Linked DNA regions of Mus musculus: regions 2, 3, 4, 5, 6 and 7 are each linked to region 1. The links are chromatin contacts, called in public promoter capture Hi-C and targeted proximity ligation maps. All regions are on one chromosome and are shown on one strand. The core of a region is the stretch at or near the end of the contact, and the rest is flanking DNA. Distances in the headings are between cores, read along the strand shown. Region 1 holds the start of Ehd1 (EH-domain containing 1). Region 2 holds the start of Otub1 (OTU domain, ubiquitin aldehyde binding 1). Region 3 holds the start of Sf3b2 (splicing factor 3b, subunit 2). Region 4 holds the start of Eif1ad (eukaryotic translation initiation factor 1A domain containing). Region 5 holds the start of Drap1 (Dr1 associated protein 1 (negative cofactor 2 alpha)). Region 6 holds the start of 4930481A15Rik (RIKEN cDNA 4930481A15 gene). Region 7 holds the start of D330050I16Rik (RIKEN cDNA D330050I16 gene).

Evidence for each region. Promoter capture Hi-C pulls out the DNA fragments that hold promoters and counts their contacts. Capture Hi-C pulls out chosen DNA fragments and counts their contacts.
Region 2: a targeted proximity ligation map of pancreatic cancer cells shows a contact between it and region 1.
Region 3: a contact with region 1 is called in a targeted proximity ligation map of pancreatic cancer cells. A contact is called at or near these places in 3 of 130 datasets of targeted methods (bone marrow-derived dendritic cells, bone marrow-derived macrophages and pancreatic cancer cells).
Region 4: a contact with region 1 is called in a promoter capture Hi-C map of pancreatic islet. A contact is called at or near these places in 1 of 39 promoter capture datasets (pre-B cells), 3 of 130 datasets of targeted methods (bone marrow-derived dendritic cells, embryonic stem cells and pancreatic cancer cells) and 2 of 9 other capture datasets (adipose tissue and pancreatic islet).
Region 5: a contact with region 1 is called in a targeted proximity ligation map of pancreatic cancer cells. A contact is called at or near these places in 1 of 39 promoter capture datasets (erythroid cells) and 1 of 130 datasets of targeted methods (pancreatic cancer cells).
Region 6: a targeted proximity ligation map of bone marrow-derived dendritic cells shows a contact between it and region 1, with 3 times the contacts expected there. A contact is called at or near these places in 3 of 39 promoter capture datasets (fetal liver, liver and pre-B cells) and 3 of 130 datasets of targeted methods (bone marrow-derived dendritic cells, regulatory T cell precursor and stem cell-derived neural progenitor cells).
Region 7: a promoter capture Hi-C map of pre-B cells shows a contact between it and region 1, with 2.2 times the contacts expected there. A contact is called at or near these places in 2 of 39 promoter capture datasets (liver and pre-B cells), 2 of 130 datasets of targeted methods (bone marrow-derived dendritic cells and embryonic stem cells) and 1 of 9 other capture datasets (macrophages).

What each region holds. Positions count from the first base shown.
Region 1 is chr19:6,275,635-6,278,488 of GRCm38.p6, forward strand. Ehd1 (EH-domain containing 1) reads left to right here and starts at 1,262. Exons shown (of 5, transcript NM_010119.5): 1 at 1,262-1,744. The coding sequence starts at 1,341. Gm14963 (predicted gene 14963) reads right to left here and starts at 944. Exons shown (of 2, transcript NR_168273.1): 1 at 659-944.
Region 2 is chr19:7,204,561-7,207,761 of GRCm38.p6, forward strand. It overlaps Otub1 (OTU domain, ubiquitin aldehyde binding 1), which reads right to left and starts at 1,724. Exons shown (of 7, transcript NM_134150.2): 1 at 1,642-1,724. The coding sequence starts at 1,699.
Region 3 is chr19:5,294,164-5,297,403 of GRCm38.p6, forward strand. Sf3b2 (splicing factor 3b, subunit 2) reads right to left here and starts at 1,292. Exons shown (of 21, transcript NM_030109.2): 1 at 1,099-1,292; 2 at 878-924; 3 at 136-213. The coding sequence starts at 1,231.
Region 4 is chr19:5,364,997-5,368,155 of GRCm38.p6, forward strand. It overlaps Eif1ad (eukaryotic translation initiation factor 1A domain containing), which reads left to right and starts at 1,817. Exons shown (of 6, transcript NM_027236.2): 1 at 1,817-2,214; 2 at 3,062-3,159. Banf1 (BAF nuclear assembly factor 1) reads right to left here and starts at 1,880. Exons shown (of 3, transcript NM_011793.3): 1 at 1,572-1,880; 2 at 822-960; 3 at 1-162. The coding sequence starts at 944. The coding sequence ends at 16.
Region 5 is chr19:5,423,257-5,426,290 of GRCm38.p6, forward strand. It overlaps Drap1 (Dr1 associated protein 1 (negative cofactor 2 alpha)), which reads right to left and starts at 1,723. Exons shown (of 7, transcript NM_024176.2): 1 at 1,417-1,723; 2 at 1,105-1,177; 3 at 926-1,019; 4 at 516-635; 5 at 304-397; 6 at 75-163. The coding sequence starts at 1,458. It overlaps AI837181 (expressed sequence AI837181), which reads left to right and starts at 1,888. Exons shown (of 2, transcript NM_134149.2): 1 at 1,888-2,052; 2 at 2,695-3,034. The coding sequence starts at 1,913.
Region 6 is chr19:5,405,559-5,408,507 of GRCm38.p6, forward strand. It overlaps 4930481A15Rik (RIKEN cDNA 4930481A15 gene), which reads left to right and starts at 1,257. Exons shown (of 4, transcript NR_027938.2): 1 at 1,257-1,525.
Region 7 is chr19:5,386,666-5,389,640 of GRCm38.p6, forward strand. It overlaps D330050I16Rik (RIKEN cDNA D330050I16 gene), which reads left to right and starts at 1,671. Exons shown (of 1, transcript NR_033224.1): 1 at 1,671-2,975. It overlaps Sart1 (squamous cell carcinoma antigen recognized by T cells 1), which reads right to left and starts at 2,038. Exons shown (of 20, transcript NM_016882.3): 1 at 1,650-2,038. The coding sequence starts at 1,962.

The sequences.
Region 1 (2,854 bases), core at 12-2,511:
GAATTTAGCCTCATCGATAAATATTTTGTCTTTTTTTTTTTTTCTTTTAAGACAGCGTCTGTTGTCGAGGCTGGCCTCAAATCGATGGGTTCAAGTGATCCTCCAACCTTTCCAAACAGTTGAGACCACAACTGTGTGCTAAACAACTCCTCCGGTGCCTTTTAGACTTCTCCAATGGCCCTTAGATCCTCCTGCCACTTGGGTGACCTGATATTAGTTACCTAACAATCATAGTCCCCAAATCTCTGACATCACCCACTAGACACCAGCAGACACAGCCAAGGGGGCTTAGGTGTGGCCAGGTATGATGGTGGGGAACAGCTACCAACTGGAAACAGGTTGGGACTCAGAACGGAACAAGAGATGGTACTGGTGGTGTCCCTGACAGGAAAGCGGAAATTTTGGGGCTTTTAATTTCCCCTAAGTTCCCACAACATTTCATTGTTGCTCAACACTGCCCCTCTTCCTTACAAAGGGTATTTCCGATTTCACTTCCTCCAAACTCATCTAGCCAGAAAGCTGCAACTTTTTACCCCATTCCGCAGCTGGCACCGCCTTGGTGAAAACTCCCCGCTAGGTCACGTCAATTGTTTCCATTGCCGTGTCCCTCTCCCATCAGTCTGAGTGGAGTCCCAGCGCACTCTTCCTCCTTCCTTACCGATATTCCTCTTCCCGGTGTCCTGTACTCCCTCGGCTTTCCCTATTCCCGCTGTCCTGTCCCTCTCCAGAGTCGCTAAAAGACCAAAGGGTGAGGCTCCCGATGCTTTTGGGAGTTCCTAGCCAGCGGAAACACTGCAGTTGGGGAGCGCAGCTGAAGTACTTGGGGGTGTCCGGAAGCCCACACGTGCTAGATGGTGCTCAGACTTAGTACATCTCGACGCCAGACTCTGGCACCCGCGACCGCCACACTTCCACGAGCCATCCCTCGAGGGGCGGAGCAAAACAGGTGCGGTTGCCAAGGCACCGCAGCCACGAGCTCGCGATATTTGAAATCAGCTAATGGGAAGCAGAAGAGGACGTGGCACGCGAATGGGGCGGGGCCTGGAGGGCTCTTCCCCCGCCTCCTCTCGGGCCAGCCTCGAGGCGGCGGCCAGCGTGCGGGAACGCCGGGCTCCGGCTTATTATAAAGGGGCGGCTCGACGAGGTTCGCGCGACCCTCGGCAGAGGGCGCTGTCGTGGTCCTCACGCCGGCCCTCGAGCCTGCGCCTGCGCGGTGCGGGCAGCGCCCCGCCCCCTGCCCCTCTGCCCTCCGCCGGCCGGCCGGCCCCTCCTCGGCCGCGCGCCCCAGTCCCGCTCAGCCACCGCTCCGTCCTGTAGCAGCCAGCCCCGTCTCCGGCATCATGTTCAGCTGGGTGAGCAAGGATGCCCGCCGCAAGAAGGAGCCGGAGCTCTTCCAGACGGTGGCCGAGGGGCTGCGGCAGCTGTACGCGCAGAAGCTGCTGCCGCTGGAGGAGCACTATCGCTTCCACGAGTTCCACTCGCCCGCGCTGGAGGACGCTGACTTCGACAACAAGCCGATGGTGCTCCTGGTCGGCCAGTACAGCACCGGCAAGACCACCTTCATCCGCCACCTGATCGAGCAGGACTTCCCGGGGATGCGCATCGGGCCGGAGCCCACCACCGACTCCTTCATCGCGGTCATGCACGGCCCCACCGAGGGCGTGGTGCCCGGCAACGCGCTCGTCGTGGACCCGCGGCGCCCCTTCCGCAAGCTCAACGCCTTCGGCAACGCCTTCCTCAACAGGTACCCACCCCTTGCCCCCCAGCGCGAGGATACCAAAGGCCTCCGGAGCCATTGCCCCCAGCCGGCCTTTGTCTCCGAGAGCCCCCGCCAGACCCTAGGCGACCACTCCCAGGGACACCGGCTTTGCTGCGTCCCACTAACTACCCGAGAGAAGTTAGAGACTAGGCATCGTCCACTCTTCTGGCTTCTGTCATTCCCAGAACCTTCCAGGTTTTCAGTTTAACTCTCACATCCTCCTGCAGACCCCAGACCTACTTCCCACAGAGCGGGGGGCTGCTGTGAGAAGATGAACCATTGCTGTCCCCCCTTTCTTGTTCCTCATTCTGGAGGCACCCAGCTCATTCTCATGAATCCCCCTCCTCCTCTGGGGTCCGTTTTTAAAGTGTGTGTCCTGGGAAACCTCGAGACTTAGATGTTCCTTTTGCTAGTGTGTCACTCTCTGCGTCACATCTCCAGGGACCAGTGGTTTTGTGTAGGAAGGGCGCGGAGGCTATGCTTTGGTCTGCTGATTTGGGGGCAGCCCCCTTTGAAGGCAGGGGATGAAGGAGTCCCAACACCCCTCCTAAAAGCAGCACTTACGTGAATGCCAAACCAGCCAGGAGTACAGGAGACAACCCTGTCTCAAACACAACAAAACAAAAAAAGCTTAAGTCAGTGTTGCCTCAGGAGACTTCAGGGACTTCAGGGGGTGGTAACACTGTGGCTCCTGAAATGACCAGACCCATAGTCTAGGATAGATTGGATAGACTTCGTGTGTCTCCTGGAGTCTCAGCTTAACCAGTTCCCGGTGAGTTAGAGTCAGCCCCTCAGGATGCTATGAATGAATCACAGTGGCCTGCCTGAGGAGCTCTTAACACCCAGGATCTTTAAGGGCATTGGGGCATCCCAGACTCCTCCCACAGGAGGTATGACAGGACTCACAGACCCTGCCCTCTCTGCTCCCTCTTTCAAGGAGTGACTCTACATGCCTTTCGACTTCTGCATTCTGCCTAGGGGAACAGCCTTGGAAAGAATGTGAATCCTGCTTTCCAGGTCTCCGCCCTGTGTGAGCACATTCCTCTGTAGACACTGTCCGGCCCAACAGGGCGGGCCAGCTTGTTCTAGAGCAAG
Region 2 (3,201 bases), core at 474-2,973, 930 kb after region 1:
TTACACCCCACTGTGTATTCTTAGCAAAGTTCTTCCTTCTTTGAGTTCTCATTTCCTCATCTTTTGGAGAAAGTAGCTAAGTGTGGTGTCATTTGGGAGGCTGAGGCAGGAAGACCACAAGTCTATATAGCTAATCTCTAAAAAAATAAAAGTAAACAAGGGAGCAATTACAGACCAGAGCAGGATTAAGAAGCCTAGGAGTTAGAGATCAGCTCTGGAAATATAGCAAGCCTTTATCTTGGAAGAAAAAAAAAATAGGGCTGGGCTTGAGACCCAGTGGTAAAGATATATTTGTCCTGCAGGTGTGAAGCCCTAGCAACCTCAAGAAATAAGTAAATATAAATATAAATAAATAAGTAAAATGACAAGTAAAGATCACCCCCAAAGCTCTCTTGCAGCCCCGATATTCCTTCCTCCCTGCCTTCTAAAAGCACTGTGTAGCATCTAGGGAATGCTCTGGGGAAGGGAGCTCTGGGAGAAAGCAGGATGAAGGGGTGGAGCCCTAGGAAGAATGAGTGCATCCTGTAAGCATGCACTTTACTGAGACACGCCCTTTGTCCTTCTGTGGTCCCCTGTATTGTTCATTTTCCAAATTAAAAAACAAAAAACAAAAACCAGAGGTAACTCCATCTTGTCCAAGGTCAAGTCCACATTTGTAAAATTCCAGTCTGAGCTCTTGGACATGTCACTTGCCAAAGTCCTCTCCCCTCACCTCTAGAATGGATTAATGCCATCACCTTGCTCCCATCATCAAAATATGCTGGGATCCTGCCAGCAGCAACTACTACCTAAGCACTCTCTAGAGTCATCCACGGATTCGGGACGTTCGTTCTGAGGACTCTAAGCAGCTATTGTAGGAGTTTCTAGTCTTGGATCCTTCTTAGATGTGATGGAGAACAATTTCTTTCTGCGTATCTGGGTTTCCTAGTCCTCAACCTCTAGAATATAGTGTGGAGTTAGAGTAGGGTGTGCGAGTATGACTGGCTTTTTAAAGCCAATCCTTTGGGGCCTGGTTATCCTAGGTTCTCAGCTGAGCTTCCCACCATGTCCTACAACAGGACTGTCCCTCCCACTCAACAGACTTACTCAACCCCTAGAGCTCAAGTTCTCGGGAGACAGGGAGAAGGTGTGACTGGTTTCTGTCTTTTTTTAAAGACCAAGAATCTAGGAAAACAATGCCTGGATCCGCTCAAAGGTGCTGTAAGGCCAGCACAAGCTCTAAGGCAAAGAGCCGCCAATGGCATCCCGAACGGCCCAGCAGGGACTTCGTCCTTGGAAGCCCGGCGTTCCTCAACGCCTTTCAGCAGCTCGGCCCCGGCCTAGGCCTCGGCTTGACTGCTAGGTCTCCGGCGGGCTGACTGTGGGAGCCGGCCGAGGCCACGGGACCGGCGGAGGCGGGGCGGCCCAGGCCCCGCCCCAGGCGTGCGCGAGAGGCCGAGCCCCGGCCCCGGCCGCCCCGCCCGGCCGGGGGTCGCCGCGGCCCTGCTTCCATTGTGAGGGGGAGGGGAGGAGACGCGGGGAAGGGCTCGGTCGCACGCTGCGCCTACTCCCCAGGGCCCTGACTCCCCGAGTTCCTCGGGAACGGCGGGCCGTGGATTGCCCCCGCTAGCCCGGGAAGGACATCCTTCCCTCCGTTCGTACCTTCGGAGTCGCTACCCAGTGGCTCCTGCTTCTGCTGCTGAGGTTCCTCCGCCGCCATCTTTAAACAGCGCCGCACTGGCGATCGCTTCCGGGTTATTAATTGCCCTCCTCCCGGAAGGGAGCCCCTCCTTGTGGCCCCTCCTTCGCAACGCCCCTAGCAACAGGCTCCCTTTGGCAGTCGTCAGGGCCTGGGCTGCTCCTGCTGCCCTGGAGAGCTTGGGGGGACGCCACGCGCGCTTCCACATTCCACTTTCCCAAAGGTCCTGCGGGGCTAAGGACCTCCTCGAGTCATTTCTGTTTTCTGTATACTGAAGTTTGAAACGCAGGTTGTGTAACTAAGATAAGGAACAAGATGGAATTAAAGTCACTAGAAGGTTAATCCCAGCTGCGCGTACTTTCAAGGTACAGGACGGTAGCTGCAGTGCGGAGCGCAGAGCCACCTCGAGACAGGAAGTGGTGACAACCTCCTGACGCCCTTCGGAGCCTTCGCGGCCTCTCGCCTCTCACCACTGAGCCTGTTCTCTAAAGCTGTAAAGACCTGTTTCCAGCACGGGGAGCATCTTCCCTTGATACCAAAACCAAAACCCTCGACCTAACTTTAGGCTATATGTCCTCGTATTTGAGAAAGCAGAGCCACTTAAAAGCAAGAATTTGAGTCCATAATCCGAACATGTGAAAGGTGGAGAAAGAATGGAGGATCCGGCGTTCAAGGTAATCGTGGAGTTTCAGGCAAGGCTTGGCTACAAGAGACCCTGTCTCAAACAGACCAGACCAAACCAAACAAAACCTGAGCCAAAAAGTGGCCATCTTTGCTAATTTTTGCCGAAGCTACCCATTTTCTTTGAGTTATGTCTCCATTCTGAGAAATGGACATTCCCATTTGCAGGCCCTGTGTACCCTGAAAAGCAAACACCAGAGCGTTTGCAGGAAAAGGCATTTACTTCTTGGTAGCCTGGCTATAGCCATCACTGAGCCACACAGATTCCTTTTACCCTCCAGAATATCAGTTCTCTGTCCTTACTAGTCCCAACTCCAGCTCCTGTATGGTCGGTCTACCAGTCCAGGTAACTGGAGGCCAGGGTGGAAAGCACTCTTAAAGATTTAGAAAAATCAGGCCGGGCTGTGGTGACCCATGTCTTTAATCCCAGCACTTGGGAGGCAGAGGCAGGAGGATTTCTGAGTTCGAGGCCAGCCTGGTCTACAGAGTGAGCTCCAGGACAGCCAGGGCTACACAGAGAAACCCTGTCTTGAAAAACCAAAAAAATTTTAGAAAAATCAAGTACAGACTAGGCATGGTAATTCCAGCACTAGGGAGGCATGTGGATCTCTGAGTAGAGGTCAGCCTGGTCTACACAGTGAGTTTCAGACTCACAGACTACATAGAGAAACCCTGTATCAAAATAAATAAATAAATAAAAACAAAAGGGGGGATTGCTATACAAAGAAACCCTGTTCAAAAAACAACAAAAACAGAAAAAATAAAAGGGGGGAAGGAGCCAAAAAGAAATCGTGTCCTTTGTCATCAGCTATCATTCCTTTGTTAAAATTTTTATTATTGTG
Region 3 (3,240 bases), core at 42-2,541, 980 kb before region 1:
CAGTAGCAGCACTAAATCAGAAGTGAAGAGGTCACAATTTTGTCTCCTTAGACCTCACCCTTAACTTACGGTCCCATCTGCTAGCTCAACACATGGCTATCCTGAGCAGAAAAGATCCTCGAAGCAATCTCTTACCTGTGCTGACATAGGAGGAGGAGCCGCTTTGTCCCCATCTTCTCCTCTCAAAACTGGTCGATTCAGGACAATGCCCGTCTACAAGAAAAAAGAGAGCTCTAGGTCAGACTACAAGGACGTATTCCATTACATAACCTCCTCTTCCATTTATTTACTTAACAAAATGTACCCAGTGCCCACTTGACAGAGACTGGGGCTGGAACCTGAGAAAAGCAACAGGAGTAGAAGTAATTACAATAAAGCAAAACCAAGAACTGACAAAATGGTCAAGAGCCGGCTTGCTGCGTTGAAGTACACAAAAAAGACCTAGCCCGGTGTGCTGGAGCACTCGGAAGGCAAACGCATTAGGATCTCTTAAGTTTGAGGCCAGCCAGGGCTACACTGAGAAACCCTATCGCGAAAGAACAAACAAAAAAAGTATATGAAACGAAGATCCAGCCGCGGAGTGGTGGCGCACGCCTTTAATCCCAGCATTTGGGAGAGGCAGGCGAATTTCTGAGTTCCAGGCCAGCCTGGTCTACAGAGTGAGTCCAGGACAGCCAGGGCTATACAGAGAAACCCTGTCTCAAAAAAAAAAAAAAAAACCAAAAAAAAAAAAAAAAAGAAAAGAAAAAGAAAAAAGAAAGAAGAGAAGAGAAGAGAAGAGAAGAGAAGAGAAGAGAAGAGAAACGAAGATCCATCCGTGAGTAGTCTTAAAGGCCTCCAGGAAAAGTGAGACCTAGCCTGCACTGACAACACTCACCTGACGGGTGTAGGTCTGCAGCCGCTCTACTAACTCCTCGCGACTCCCTATAGGACGAAGCACAGAATCAGGGGGTCAGCATCACCTCGAGCAGGCCAATTTGGCGAGGTCAGGTCCCACAGGCCTGTCTCCGCCCCCCGCCCCGTGGGTCTCCTGGGTAACCAAGCTCCACTTCGCCACAAGCCCACGCAGGGCCCCTCTCGACCGCCTCTGCGCCTCACCCTGGATCGGCGCTCCTATCTCTGCCAATCTGGCCTGAAGCTCCTGCGCAGCCCAGGCTCCATAGTGGCCTGGAGGTGGAGGCGGTGGCAACTGCAACTCTCCTTTGGGAGGTTCGGGATGCTCCGCCGCCATCTTAGCCACAAGAAGGCGCGAGACCAACACGGAAGCTCGGGTCAGCCGCCGGGCCTACTTCCAGAAACTTCCGGTTGCGTAATCCACGTCCCGCGGTGATTGGAGAGAACTTGGTCCAAACACACGCCCTTTCCCTTACCGGGGAATAGGAATCGCCGCCAACGGAGGTTGCAGAGCCTTCTGGGAGTTGTAGTTTGCGGATGCGCCATCTAGAGGACGAACGCTCGCTATGACATCCGGTATGCAGCAGTAGTAATACATCCGCTGCCTGGCTGCAAGAGCTTACTCTACCCAGAGCAGATGCATTCTTCTTCTCTCCTGGCCAAACACATACTAAGTCTTCTGTCCCGACACCCTTCAATGATGAGAGACCTGGGTGCTTATTTCTCCTAGGAGCTCATAGAGATTCCTTTCCGGCGCCCGAATGGGAGGTTGGTGCCGATGGCTCTGATAAAACAGTGTTTGTCTGCTCACTCCCGCCCAGGCGTGCTTGAATGGGCTGAAAGGGGATCGGAGCCGGTGGAGGAACGGACCGCCAAGCTGAGTTCCAGCTGCTGACCTGGGGGAAGGGCACTGCTAAAATAAAATCCCCTTTTGCACCTTCGAAAAAGTCTTAAATAAATGTATTCTCTGTCAAATGCTTCCTTCCCCCTTTCGAGGAATGTTCATTAATACATTTTCCACCTTTCAGGTGTTTTATTATATGTATATGTACCGCTTGCATGCCTGGTATCTGTAGAAGCCAGAAGTGTCAGATCTGGAACTGGAGTTACACTTTTGTGAATCGAACCCAGGTCCTCTGCAAAAGCAACAGTGCTCTTAACACCAATTCTCAAGCCCCAAGGTTTTTGTTGTTTAAGACAAATGTGTCCATATGTGGCCCAGGCTACCCTAGAACTTCTGATCCTTTGCAGGCTACAGATATATACTATCACACCCGATTTCATGGAGTGGAAGATCAAGAGTCATGTAGTTCAGACTGTCTTGGGACAAAATCGAGCCCAAGCCAACCTCTAGCTCTTGGCAATCCTCCTGCCTCTGCTTCTTGAAAACTGGGCTTACTGCTGCCAGCTAATCCATTGTCTTTGTTTCATTTTTAAGTCTTTCCTGTCCTTTATTCCCACCTCCATTCCCCCAAACAGGATCTGGAACTTGATCTTCTTCTATCTTGAAGTATTTAGCATCCAGGAGGCAGCTAATAAATGAGTTGGGAGGTGGGGGTATCTAACCTGGGGACTTTATATTCTTGTAGGAAAAACAAAAAAACCTCAGGACCTTTCTTGGGGCAAGACACCATGACCCTTGCCTGCCCAACATCCACCAATTTATTTTATCTCCTTCCCTCTCCTAGTTCTGCCGCTCTCAATGACAGCCTGTTTGGTTTGTGTGTGATGAATAAAGGAGAGGAACACAAATGGTCTCATTTCCCACCCACGCGCTTCAGATCTTTTCCTAGCCACCTCCGTTTCACCAGCTGTCCTCAAGGGAGGAGTAATTGGAAAGGAGGGGTGAGCAGGATGCAGGAAAGGTGGGGTCTGAGACAGACAGATAGAGTACAGCTGGTAAAAGCGGTTCTTGTTCCCTTCACCTATACCCAAATGGTGACTCTTCCCCATTGGGTTCTCATCACTACCCTACACTGGGATTGCAGACGGAACCAAAGCCGGAAAGGACAGAACTAAAGAATGAGCGGCGGTGGCTTTTCCTTGTGCTTGCCAGCTTACTCAGACAACCATTTTTAACCCAAAGGAAGTCTCTGCTCCCTGTAATCAGAGAGCCCCGGACAGGTCACCTGAGGCTGGAGGCCCCAGTATGCTCAGGCAGGACTCCAGAGGAGTCCAGGGGGAGGAAGAGGAGGAGGAGAAGGGCAGGGTCTCTAAGGCAAGATAAAAGAGCAGATGGGTCGGTAATATAACTAGGGCCAGAAAAGGACATACCAAACAGGATGATTTTTTTTTTTCATGATTGCCCTGGGATGCAGATAGGATACCAAACTCTGCAAAGAGAAA
Region 4 (3,159 bases), core at 567-3,066, 910 kb before region 1:
GATCCCCAGAGAACACTACAAGAAGGCATCACACCATTCTCGAAGGCACCCAAAGCAGTCCCGGGACTGCTTGGCATTGGCACCACATGTATCCTTCAGCCATTCTCGGAAGAGGTCTTCATCTTTCTTTAGCACCAGAAACTGGCCAAGGACCACATAAGCCTGCAGAATAGAAAAGGGCATGTGGCTAAGTGTCTCATGGGCTAAAGCAACAGGACTGTCCACGCTGATACCACTCCGAAGAGGCCAGATCTCTGAAGCTAGGGAGGGTTAGGTGGTAAATACTTCAGAGGGCAAGGCCATTTTTATTTTGATTAAGACAGGGTTTGTTGCCAGGCAGTGGTGGCGCACGACTTTAATCCCAGCACTTGGGAGGCAGAGACAGGCGGATTTCTGAGTTCGAGGCCAGCCTGGTCTACAGAGTGAGTTCCAGGACAGCCAGGGCTACACAGAGAAACCCTGTCTCGAAAAAAAAAAAAAAAGAAAGACAGGGTTTGTTCCTTTGTTGTCAGGGCTGGCATTAAATCCCACGGGAATCCTCTTAGCTCAACTTCCCAAGTGTTAGGGTCATAAGCACAATCCACTATGCCTAGTTTCATTTTCGTGATATTTAAAACACACAAAAGGGCAGGGGACAGTGAGCCACACCTTTAATCCTAGCACTGAGAAGCCCTGTCTCAACAAAACACAAAAATGAAGGAGGCACCATGCCTCCCCAGGTACCCCCCAAACATGTGTGGGCCTCACTCCCAATCTGCGTGGTACCACCTGTTGCCAACCTTCGCTCCTACCCCTCCCTGGCATTTGCAGCCCCCCCACACCTTGTCAAAGCCCCTTTCCTCCAGCCTCTTGCTCAGGACGTCACCAATCCCGGCCAGGCTCCCCACTGGCTTTTCCCCCATGGGCTCTGCCACGAAGTCTCGGTGCTTTTGGGAGGTTGTCATCGTGATCAGGCTTAACCTGGGAATCCCCCCCGCCAAAAAAAAAAAAAAAAAAAAAAGAAAAGTAGGTTAGGGCTGAAGACCACAAGTCCCAAGGGCAATATCCTACCACAGCTACTGTGGCTGCTCCCTTGAGTCCCCCCAACCCATCCCCGGCTATTCGGAAATTTCCACTTTCCGTGGGTCCTGGTTTTGGGTATATTGGATATATCAGCTTGCACTAGCTGGTGGCGCACCTAAGGCAACAGAGCGACTCCCAGACTCAGTAGTCAAGGTCCGCCCTGAAGCCCTCACAGCCCGCGACCCTGGCTACACAGACACTGACCCCGTTGGGAACTAACACGTGGTAGGAACAGCACGCGGCTCTCGCCAGCCTCGCCGCCCTCACTCGGGCTGCCGGCCTCTTCCACGCCTCTCAGGTCCCGCAGGCCCCGCCCTGAGGCCCCGCCCCGCTCCGAGCGCCCCGCCCCCTCCACGCGCCGCCACCCGGACACACCGCGCATCGCCCCTCCCGCAGACTCGGGCTGCCCCGCTGCAAAGGCGCGCCTCCGCGATGGATTCCCCTCCCTCCCGCCTCTGCGCGCCGCCACCGCACGCCAGCCGGAGCACCACTCCGCTTCTCACGCTCACCGGAGGCTCCGGCTCTGGTAACGGCTCCTCGCGCCACTCGGCCGCTCCCGCCCAGACCTCAAGCTACGAGACGGTTCCTCGACTTCCGCTTCCGGGTCGTTTTATGCGCGACCTTCAAAACTAATCCCCAAACTGGGCAGGTCTAGCTACCCGGAGCCATAGAGTTGACGCGCAATCGCCAGCCGCGGCGCCCACGGGGGTCGCTGTTTTCCGGTTCCTCTCAAGAAGCCATCCGGCTTTCGATGGCTTTTGTTTCTCCAGCGGCCCTTCCGGTCTGTGGGATCGAGACCTCCGAGGAGAATGCGTTTTCCTGCCCCGCACTCGGAACTTAGGCTTGCCTCACTTGATGGAGGGAAGAGTTAAAGGGACGGACGAAGAGGGGGCGGGAAATCCGGAGGACCTCTGAGCGCCCCGGAATCGCAATTCCCGGCGCGGTTTCCTCAGGTCTGTCACCTCAGACCGGCAGACGGGAGGGAGGAACAACGGAGGATTGGGGCCGAGCGTCCAGACCGGCGTTACCGTCGGGGCCACCTGCAGGTCACAGTTGTTTGCTCTTTGGTCCCTCGCTGTCGAGGCGCGTCGTGGACGAGCTACTGTCGCCGTCAACCTGGAAAGCGGAGCGTGCTGGTGTGGCGCCGAGCGGGTGAGTTCCGTGGGCAGCTCTCGTGCTGGGCGCCGCGTCGGTCGCTCCGTGCCTGGGATGTGTCGGGAGGCCGTCGTTGTGTGGCTCTCCTGCCTTGGGTGTTGAAGCCTGTGGCGGAACGCAGCTCACCTTAGATTTCGCTCAGAGAGCTTGGCGGGATGACCGATCGGCCTGGGAGGGGGAGGCGTCGCCGTCCTAACAGGACTGAGACGTAGGACTCAGGGCTTGCCCTGTGCTGGGTAGTTTCCGTGATCTCGCCGATTTACTTAGTTTTTCTTTGTTATTGAGAGGGCCGGCCCCGTGCTCCGTGGGTTGGGATTAGTGTTGAGATCGAAGGCTTGAGCCACCCTGACGTCTCAGCTGACACTATAAAACCTGTGTTTCCTGGTTTGGTTTGTTTTTTTTTTAAAGATGTCCCCCATGGGTGGTGTTGTGAGTGCCCTCGGAAGCCAGAAGAGGGCGGTGGATGCCCTTGAATTGGAGTTAAAGGTGGTTGTGAACCATCTGATGTGGGTGCTGGCTCATAGGACATCTCCCTGGCCCTTGAAGGTCCTGCTTGTTTGTTTTTGGTTTACGGTCTCCCTATGTAGACTAGGTTGGCCCAGGACTCAACAAATTTCTGCCTACCTCTCCCTCCCAAGTGCTAAGAATAAAGATATACACCAGCACCTGGCTAAGTCTGTGATTTGTCTTTCAATGATTTCATTCATGTTTTATGTGTATTAGTGTTTTTACCTGCATGTGTGTCTCAAAAGAGGGCGTTGAATCCCCTGTGGCTGGAAACCATACCTGGTTCTCTGCCAGAGCAGCAAGTCCTGCTGTCCCCTAAAGTGCATGTTTTTAACAGGGCGAGGTGGCACTTTTTCGTATAAGGCTGCTTCTCTTGAAAGCAGTCCTGGCTTCTAAGGCTGGCATCCAAATAATTCTGGAAGAAGAACTGACAGT
Region 5 (3,034 bases), core at 473-2,972, 850 kb before region 1:
GTGGCCAGGGAAGCAAACCTAACTGGCTATGGGGAGTTTGGCGTGCCCCTTTCTGGTGCTCCTGGGGTGCTCACCTCTGAAAGTGGGCAGGAGGGTGACTGGCTTGGGGTGGAAGCTGTGGTGTCTCTTCTTCCCCATCAGTATCTGTATCCTCAGACTCATCCTGAGAGCACGGAAGGGGTCAGGGTTAATGAGAGGGCCCGGGCCCATCTCTGGGGAGCCCAGACCCTGGGAGAGGAATGGAGATGGAGGAACAAGAGGCAGCAGACAAGGCTGAGGCCATCACCCATCAGCCTCACTCACCTCCTGCTCAGAGTCTGTCCCGGACAGCTTCTTGTCTTTGCCTTTGCTTCCCGTGCCTCCGTTCTTCCTGCCGCTGCTGCCCGGTTTCCGGCCCCTTCGGGAAGGTACAGTCCATCTGCACGAGGACTCTCTCCTCCTGGTTCATCCCCCAGCCACCCCCAACCTTGTGGCCTTGGCCTTCCCCACCTGTATACCGGGTCTTGGCTACCCACCTTCGAGGACCCTTGTCCCCATCCACGTGGTTGTCCTCCCCATCCCCCTGCATGTCAGGCACTGATGCCACCAAGTCTTTCAAGAAGTCAAACTGCTGCTCGAGTTCAATGCACTGCTTCCTAAAGAAGTGGGAAAGGAAGGGGTTCAAATGGGGCCCCCAAAACACTTAGGGAAGGATACAAACAACTTCTTCGTGTCAGTACAGTGGAACGTTAAAAACACCCCTACTTCCACCAGGCCTCCTGGGAGGGCCGGTGGCTCGGATCTGGTTGTATTCCCTGCACCTGAAACACCTAATCTCTCCTGCATCAGTCCAAATCCACAAAGCTGGCCTCCCTGGGCCTTGCACCACTCCCCCTGTCGGAACTCTGCCTCCTCAAAAGCCCCTCCCAGCTCGGCGGCCACTCACAGGTGGGACGTGGTCATGGTTTTGGCATTTCGAGACTGGGTCACCTGGCAAGCCTTCTTCAACAGGGACTCCAGGAAGAGCTCAAGGGCCCGGGCTGAAGACGTCAAGGAGAATCCAAAAAGGGGAGTGCCGCAGTCCCGCCCCACGCCCCTCAGCCCAACCGGCCCCTAGTAGGATACAGATGATGACAGGCACAGCTGCCGCCACCTTCCCAATCTCTTCGTCCGTCTGCATGATCTTTTTGATCCGCGCCTGCCGAAAGGAAGAGGACAGAGCTCGTCTCTTGCGTCCCTAACACGGGGGACAGAGGGAACCGGGGGTATCCCGGGAGAAGGAGAAGAGGGCGGGGGGCGCTAAGTCAGGAGGGCATGGAAGGGGCGGGGCGTCAGGCCGTGAACACCTAAAGGCACCCGCCCCCCCCACCAGCAGGACCTGGGCCCAAGCCTCCCGGGAGCCCTGCCTGCCGGGGCCCATCCGGGCCACGTGCTCACCGGCGGAAACCGCGCGTTATACTTCTTCTTCTTGCTTGGCATCTCGGGGCCTCTCGTTGCGCCGGGCCCAGCGCCGCCGCCCGCAGCCTCCCGGCCCCGGGCCTGTCCGCCGCCGGCCCGCCGCGGTCCCCCCCCCCACCCTCCCCGGGTCCTGGTGCCGTTTACTCCGCCTACACCACTTCCCGCAGGGTCCTAGTGCCGCCCGTAGACAAGCAGCTCCCCAAACTCGAGCGCTGGGCTTCGGATCCTCTGGGGCGGTGCGCGTCCTTCCCCGGGCTCGCCCGCCACGCCCACCCGCCCCCCAAGCTAAAGTACGAACGTTAGCTCCGCCTCCCGAAGACCTGCACCTCCCGGGATTCTCGCGCCGGCTCCGCCCCTGGACGCTGCCCGCCCCTTCCCCTGGAGCCCCCGCCCCTAGCCTTCTGGTTCCGCCTCTGGCCCCGCCCCGTGACTGTGTTTGTCTATAAAGTTGTTGTTGAGGTGGCGGGACCCTAAGATGGCGGCGGCGGCGGCGGCCGTGGCAGGGGCGGGGCGCGGCGGGGGTGGCGGCGGCGGCGGCGGCGGCGCAGCAGATCCCGGGCAGGAACGGAGCCGGGCCCGAAGTTGGGTTGGCGCGGAACGGAGTGAAGGCCGGAGGTGACTGCGGGGTGGCGAGAGGGACGGCAACCCTTAAGCTGTGGGCACTAATGGCGGCGGATGTGGTAGGGCTGGAGCCTGGTCCTCGCGCAGGCCTGGTCCTATCTGGTTCGAGTCTGGATGGTACCCATTGACCCCCTGATGGGCCGCTGCCCTCTCTGGGGCTCAGAGCCTCGGTGTTTCACGGTGCCCCCAATCGTTCACCGGGGGAGGCCTGGCCCTCTACAGCCATCCTCTGAGGTTGGCGACCCTGCGTTTTGCCTACGTCCATTATATTGCAGCGCCGCGCTACCTTGCAGGACTCTAGTCCGGTGGTGTAGCCGAGCCCCGTGCCAGTTCACACTTAAGCTCTGGCGCTCTTTACGGGCATGACCTTGGGCAAGCCCCTTTTCTTAAGAGTTTCAATTTCCTTGTTTGTAAGCAGTGAAAGTAGTACTAACTATAGCTACTCCACCTCAGGCGTCTTATTCTGGAGACAAATCTAGACAGGATCAGTTGTTACCCATTGTGAAGATGAAGCAACTGAGGCACAGACATTATGTCTTGCCCAGGGCCACAGTTTACTGCAGTGCCTGGCACCCTCCAGGACCCAGCACTTTTTATTTACTGTCTCAAACCTCTGACTCAGTTCCCTCACAACAGGATGGAACCAAATGAGGAGCTGGAAGAGGAAGACTCTCCAGGTGGCCGGGAGGATGGCTTCACTGCTGAGCACCTGGCTGCAGAGGCCATGGCAGCCGATATGGACCCCTGGCTGGTATTTGATGCCCGTACCACACCTGCCACAGAGCTGGATGCCTGGTTGGCCAAGTACCCACCATCTCAAGTTACTCGCTATGGGGACCCAGGTTCACCCAACTCTGAACCTGTGGGCTGGATTGCAGCCTATGGGCAGGGTTACACCCCCAACTCAGGGGATGTACAAGGGCTGCAGGCGGCCTGGGAGGCTCTGCAGACCAGTGGGCGACCCATCACACCAGGT
Region 6 (2,949 bases), core at 7-2,506, 870 kb before region 1:
TGGGTGCTGGGAACCCAACCGAAATCCTCTGGAAGAGCAGCCAGTGCTCTTATCCTCTGAGCTGTCTCTCCAGCCCCAGCCTGATCCACACTCTGCCACTTTTGACCCTCATCCTTGTCAGAAGTATGAATGGATTCAAATTGGATTCTATCTATCTATCTATCTATCTATCTATCTATCTATCTATCTATCTATCTATCTAAGAAAGAGTCTAATGTAGCCCAGGCTAGCTTTGAACTTGCTATACAGACAAGGATAAACTTCAACTTCTGATCCTCCTGCCTCCACCTCCCTAGCGTGGAGATTACAGTGCTCGCCACTGTGCCTGGTTTATTTGGTGCTGGACCCTTAACTCAAGGCTTCTTGCATCCCAGGCACGCACCCTGCCTCCTGAAACGTGCTCCCGGTGCAAGGGTAGATTTCTTAGACTTTTACACTTATTTATCTATTTGTGGATAGGCTGGGGTGTGTGGTCTGGGATGCATGTGACCACTGGGAGGATAACTTATAGTCAGTTCTCCCCTTCTGCCGTGTGAGTCTCAGCTGTCAAGCTTAGGTTGACGTTATGTTTCGTGGCTCCTTTACCCGCTGAGGTGTCTTGCCAGCCTCTAGGGTAAATTTTGAGAGAGTGAGTTGGTAATGACATCAGTTTGGAAACAGCTGGTATCCTGCTGAGATCTCAAACCTGAAGCTACTAAACTGTCTTCTTTCCCTCTTCCTGTCCTCCTCCTCTTCCTCCTCCTCCTCCTCCTCCTCCTTTTTTATGTTTGTTTTTTTTTTCAAGACATGATTTCACTGTGTAACTCTTATTCGCGTTCTCACGACCGGCCAGGAAAGAACACAACAAACCAGAATCTTCTGCGGCAAAACTTTATTGCTTACATCTTCAGGAGCCAGGAGCGCAAACCCCCAGCCCCAAAAGCGAAAGCCACCCCAATCTTACATCTTTAGGAGCCAGAGCTCCGGCGCGCCAAAGCGCAGAGCGCGCTCTATTGTTTACATCTTTAGGAGCCAGAGCGCCGGGCGCGCAGAGCAAGAGAGAATGGCCGAAACCCCGTCCCCTTTAAGGAGGAGTTATCCTTCGCTTAGGACGCATCACTCCCTGATTGGCTGCAGCCCATGGCCGAGCTGACGTTCACGGGAAAGGCAGAGTACAAGTAGTCGTAAAATACCCTTGGCACATGCGCAGATTATTTGTTTACCACTTAGAACACAGGATGTCAGCGCCATCTTGTGACGGCGAATGTGGGGGCGGCTCCCAACATGTAACCTTGACTGGACTGGAACTCACTCTGTAGACCAGGCTGGCTTCAAACTCAAAGATCCACCTGCCCCTGCTGGGTGCTGGGACTAAAGGCCTGCACCACACGCCTGACTGGTGAATTGTCTTCTAATTCTAAATCTGGTACTAAGTGCTCTAAGAAAGCTCAAGAGGCTCACTGGTGTTGTGGTGGCCCAGGGCGTCAGTAGTGCCGTGACCTCCAGCAAGCGTATGGCCTGGCAGTGGAGACTGACTAACCCTAAGGTAAAAAAACGGATCCTGTGAGGGGAGCCCCCATAGAATGGGTCTGCGTGTGCCAGAGGGAAGAAAATCAGAGCCATCGAAACATAGGGGCTACCATTTGCTGAAGTTGGGGTCGATCTGGAAAGGTGTCCCAGAAAACACAGGCAGCACCCACAGATAAGAACAGCTTTTGTAGTTTAAACTCTTTAAATGTGTAAGGATGTTTTGCTTGCGTGTATGTCCGTGCCCCACATGCCCAGAGAGTCCAGAAGAGGGCGCTGGTCACTGAAACTGAAGTTACAGATCGTTATGAGCCGCTATGTGGGACCTGGAAGCTGAACCCTCTGTGGTACACTCTCCCATCTGTGGTACACTCTCCCATCTGTGGTACACTCTCCCATCTGTGGTACACTCTCCCATCTGTGGTACACTCTCCCATCTGTGGTACACTCTCCCATCTGCTGAGCATCTCTTCCTGCTGGAGTAGCTTTATCTTGCTGGAGTAGCTTTATCCAGCACCTGGAGGAGCCAGTCATGCCCACTCCTCCTTTACCACCGTTCTCCTCCCATCCCTTTACAATAGGAGAGCAGGAGTTTGGAGTAGAGGGTGAGGATAGGAAGGACGCTTCCCTCTGTGCTCGATGGTAGGGGCTCCACTGGCCAGGAGAGCAGCAACTGTGTTGTTCTAAATCAAGTTCAGAGAGGCGAACACAAAGTAAGAGTGAGTCAAGCTCAGAGATCTGACGGTGACGTAAAACCAGTCACTTTATTTTAAATCACTCATTCATTTGTTCTATTTATTTTTATTGTTATTGTGTGTGCATGATAGGAAGGGGGTGGCTACTGCCACAGCATGTATGTGGGGTCAGAAGTCAACTTTGTTCTCTCTTGCCACTTTCATGTGGGTTCTGGGAATTGAACTCATGTCATCCGGCTTGCACAGAGAGCACTTTCCCCATTGAGTCACCTCACTATCCCCTATTTTATGTTTTAGGGGGGTCACCTCCACTATCTTACTCTGCAGCTCAGGCTAGCCTCAAATTTTCTTAAAGGTGTGTGCCTTCATGCCAGGCTAGCAGAGATTTCTTTAGTGACTTTAGAAGACTCCAACACTGGCTGCTAATGGGAAGTCAGATGGGGGTGGGTCCAGAGAAGACACTCGTCAGGGAGACTGTCACACACTTGAGCTGAGGGGTGCTGAGAGAGAAGAGCAGAAGTCAGGATGCCTTGGGGTCAGGAGAGGTCACGGAGACCAGGCTAAAGTGACCAGCACAGAGATTGTGACTTTTGAGGTGGCGCACACCTTTAATCCTAGCACGTGAGAGCAGAGGCAGGCAGATCTCTGTTGTGAGTTCAGGACCAGCCTGGTCTACCGTGTGAGTTCTAGCACACTCAGGACTATATATAGAGACCCTGTTTCAAAAACAACAACAAAAGAGCAAAGA
Region 7 (2,975 bases), core at 421-2,920, 890 kb before region 1:
AGCAGACTGCCCACTGAGCTCACTTTGCAGCTCAGTCCAGCAGAAACAAATCTGCGGGCTCTCCCTATATAAATGCAGGGCTGACTATTGAACTTTGAGCCGTGCAGAAACGTTTGTCTTGGCTTCATCCTTCTCTCGCACCCAGTCCTTTTCATTTCCAGCCCCCCTTTCAGGGTAACCCAGCTCATCCATGGCTGCTGAACAGGTACATGTACATAAACAAGAACATAAATAAGCAGGCATGCACCCTGGACCTGCTCTACCCATCCCACAAACAGAAGAGAACTTCAACAAACACCATACAGAGGAAGATGCATCAAATTTAGCTCCCCCAACCAGGCCCTACCAGGAGGGCATCTTCTCAAAAATCTCTGCCGTATTCAACCACTGCAGTCACTCTCTTCTTTAACCCAACAGTCCCTTTCTCTGCCTTGGCACCACTCCACTTTCTGTGGGAACTGTCAAGTCCCAAGTCTCCCTTTTTCCAACTAGCAGATTACTTTCAAGAAAATTTCTGATCTGGAGACTGGAGAGATGTCTCAGGGGATAAGAGCACTTGCTGTTCTTACAGAGGACCCAAATTTGGTTCTCAGAATCCATATGGCAACTCACAGCCATCTAATTCAGTTCCAGGGGATCCGATGCCTTCTTCTGACCTCTGCTGGCACGGGCACATGAGGGTAAAATACTCAAATGCATTAACATAAAAACAATCCTTTGTTTAAAAGATTAATGTCCTGTGGTGGATCACACTTCAGCAATGCTCTCTTTGCATAGATCCTATGGGCAGACTGTGGGTTCCTGCCACTGGCTACTATTTATGCTCCTCAACATGTTCCTCTGCCCACAACTGAACTACTGGAATTTAGCAGGTTCTATGCCTGACTCTCGTTCTCATTCCACATGTTCTAAGGCACTTCTTTGGTTTCCTGAATACACACCAGCCCAAAGTCACTCTATCTCACTTAAACTGTAAGGTTTCCCATATACACCAAACATAAAGTTCTCCCAAAACTGTGTCATTCTCCCCTGCCTCAAATCTGCTTCTCTTCTAAACTCAGTTCCAACAGATGACACCTCCATTCACCAGGCCAATCAGACCGAATTCCTATTCAATCTGTCCACTTCTCTCCGGCCCGCTGCATAGAGAAACATGCATACTATTAGCCCTCACCTGGTTGCTTGGACCTCCCTCCCGATCTCTTGATCTCTGGTCCTACGTTTGACAAGCTCTCAACCCACTGATCTTCATAAAATATCATGCAATTCAAGTCACTTGCTTACTCAAATCCTTGGCTCCCTACCATCCTCATAACAAAGCCCAAACTTCTCAACAGGGCTTACAGCGCTGGTTCAGACCCAAGCCTATCTTACTGCTTCATGTCTCCGCTATGAGCTATTGGTCGATTGTCTGTACACGCTCGTCCCACCTCATTCACCCACCCAATGCATTGCTGTGAAGTGCCAGGAAGACAGGGAAGGCAGGAAGACTCCTGTCTTCTTAAAGCTTAACGTGGAGACGTCAACGTTTAACCCCAAACACCCGGAGGACGTCTTTAACCCGAGAGGCAGATGGCCCTCGAGGTCCTCCCGTACCCTCCGTCCTGGGCATCCCAAGACCCTGCCCCGCCCCCGGGCCCCGCCCTCACCGGCCTCGTAGCCGTCATCGCGTTTCTCCCGCTTCACGCGCCGCTCCGAGGGCTCCGCTTGGCTTCGTTCGCGACCGTGCGCGCCGCTGCGGGCCTCGGCTTCCGCCCCACGCCGCCCGCTCCCGCGCTCACTCCCACGCTCCCGGCTCCGCTTCCGTCGTTCGCCGCCGCTGCTGCCGCCGCCGCTGCTCCGGTGCTTGTGTTTCTTATGCTCGCGATGCCGTGGCGGCTGCTCGGTCGTGCCCCCAGTCCCGGCCGCAGCCGTCGTCCCGGCCGCCTCCTTCTCGCCACGGTGCTTCTTTGACGACCCCATGATTATTGCGTCCGCCTGGAGCCGGGCCGCTACCCTAGCCCAGACGACGCGAAATGGGAACGCTTCCGGGTCGCGCGACCGCCCCGTTCCTGTTGCCGGAAACTAAGAGGGGCTGTTTCCGGGGCCTGCCTGGGAACCTCCAAAGGCTCACGGGAGGGACTGATTGAGGGTGCGCGGTCCCGCCTGCCAGCTACTGGTCTCTGCGCACGCGCACCTGTAGAGACTGCGCCGTCCACCCTCTCGCGCCATCTAAGATGGTAGTCGTAGAGCCGTAAGAACTTTAGCATGGTACTGGGTCATCATCTCCGGAGCTAGAAGTTTCCCCTGCCTCCTTCCCCTTCCACTCTGATCGCTTCGTGGTGCTCTGTGCCTCAAGTCTCTCTGTGGGCAGCCCCCTCTCCAGTGACTGTCCAAGCAAGCTCCCTAGTGCCGGGGCTCCATCCAGAGTTGGAAAATACTCTTTCTTTTAGCGAACGCTACCGTCATCCTATGTCCCCTAGACTGATGGATTGGACCGTTTTATTATTATTTTTTAGACAGGGGTTTTCTCTGTCCTGGAACTCACTCTGTAGACCAGGCTGGCCTCGAACTCAGAAATCCGCCTGCCTCTGCCTCCCAGGTGCTGGGATTAAAGGCGTGCGCCACCACCGCCCAGCTGGATTGGACCTTTTTAACTAGGCTTTGGAGTGCTCTTTGAATTTGTGCCTATAAACCTGGTGATACTGAGTGATGGTTTGTTTCTAGTTTTCTTTTTTTGTAAAGGTAGGTCTAGTACTTGTTACTTACCCCTGGCTGTCTTCAAACCCACCACAGTCCCTCTGTCAGCCTCTCGTGTGCATGGCCACTCCAGGCTTGAGTGCAAATTCGGCACATTTGTGCATGTATATGCTTTCCCTCCTTTTTTTGTTTTTCCCGTTCTGTCTAGCCTGTTAACTATGTAGCCCAGGCTGGGATTACATGCTTTTCTCGACTTTTCCTGGGTTTCTGTTTGTTTGATTGTTTGTTTAGTTTGG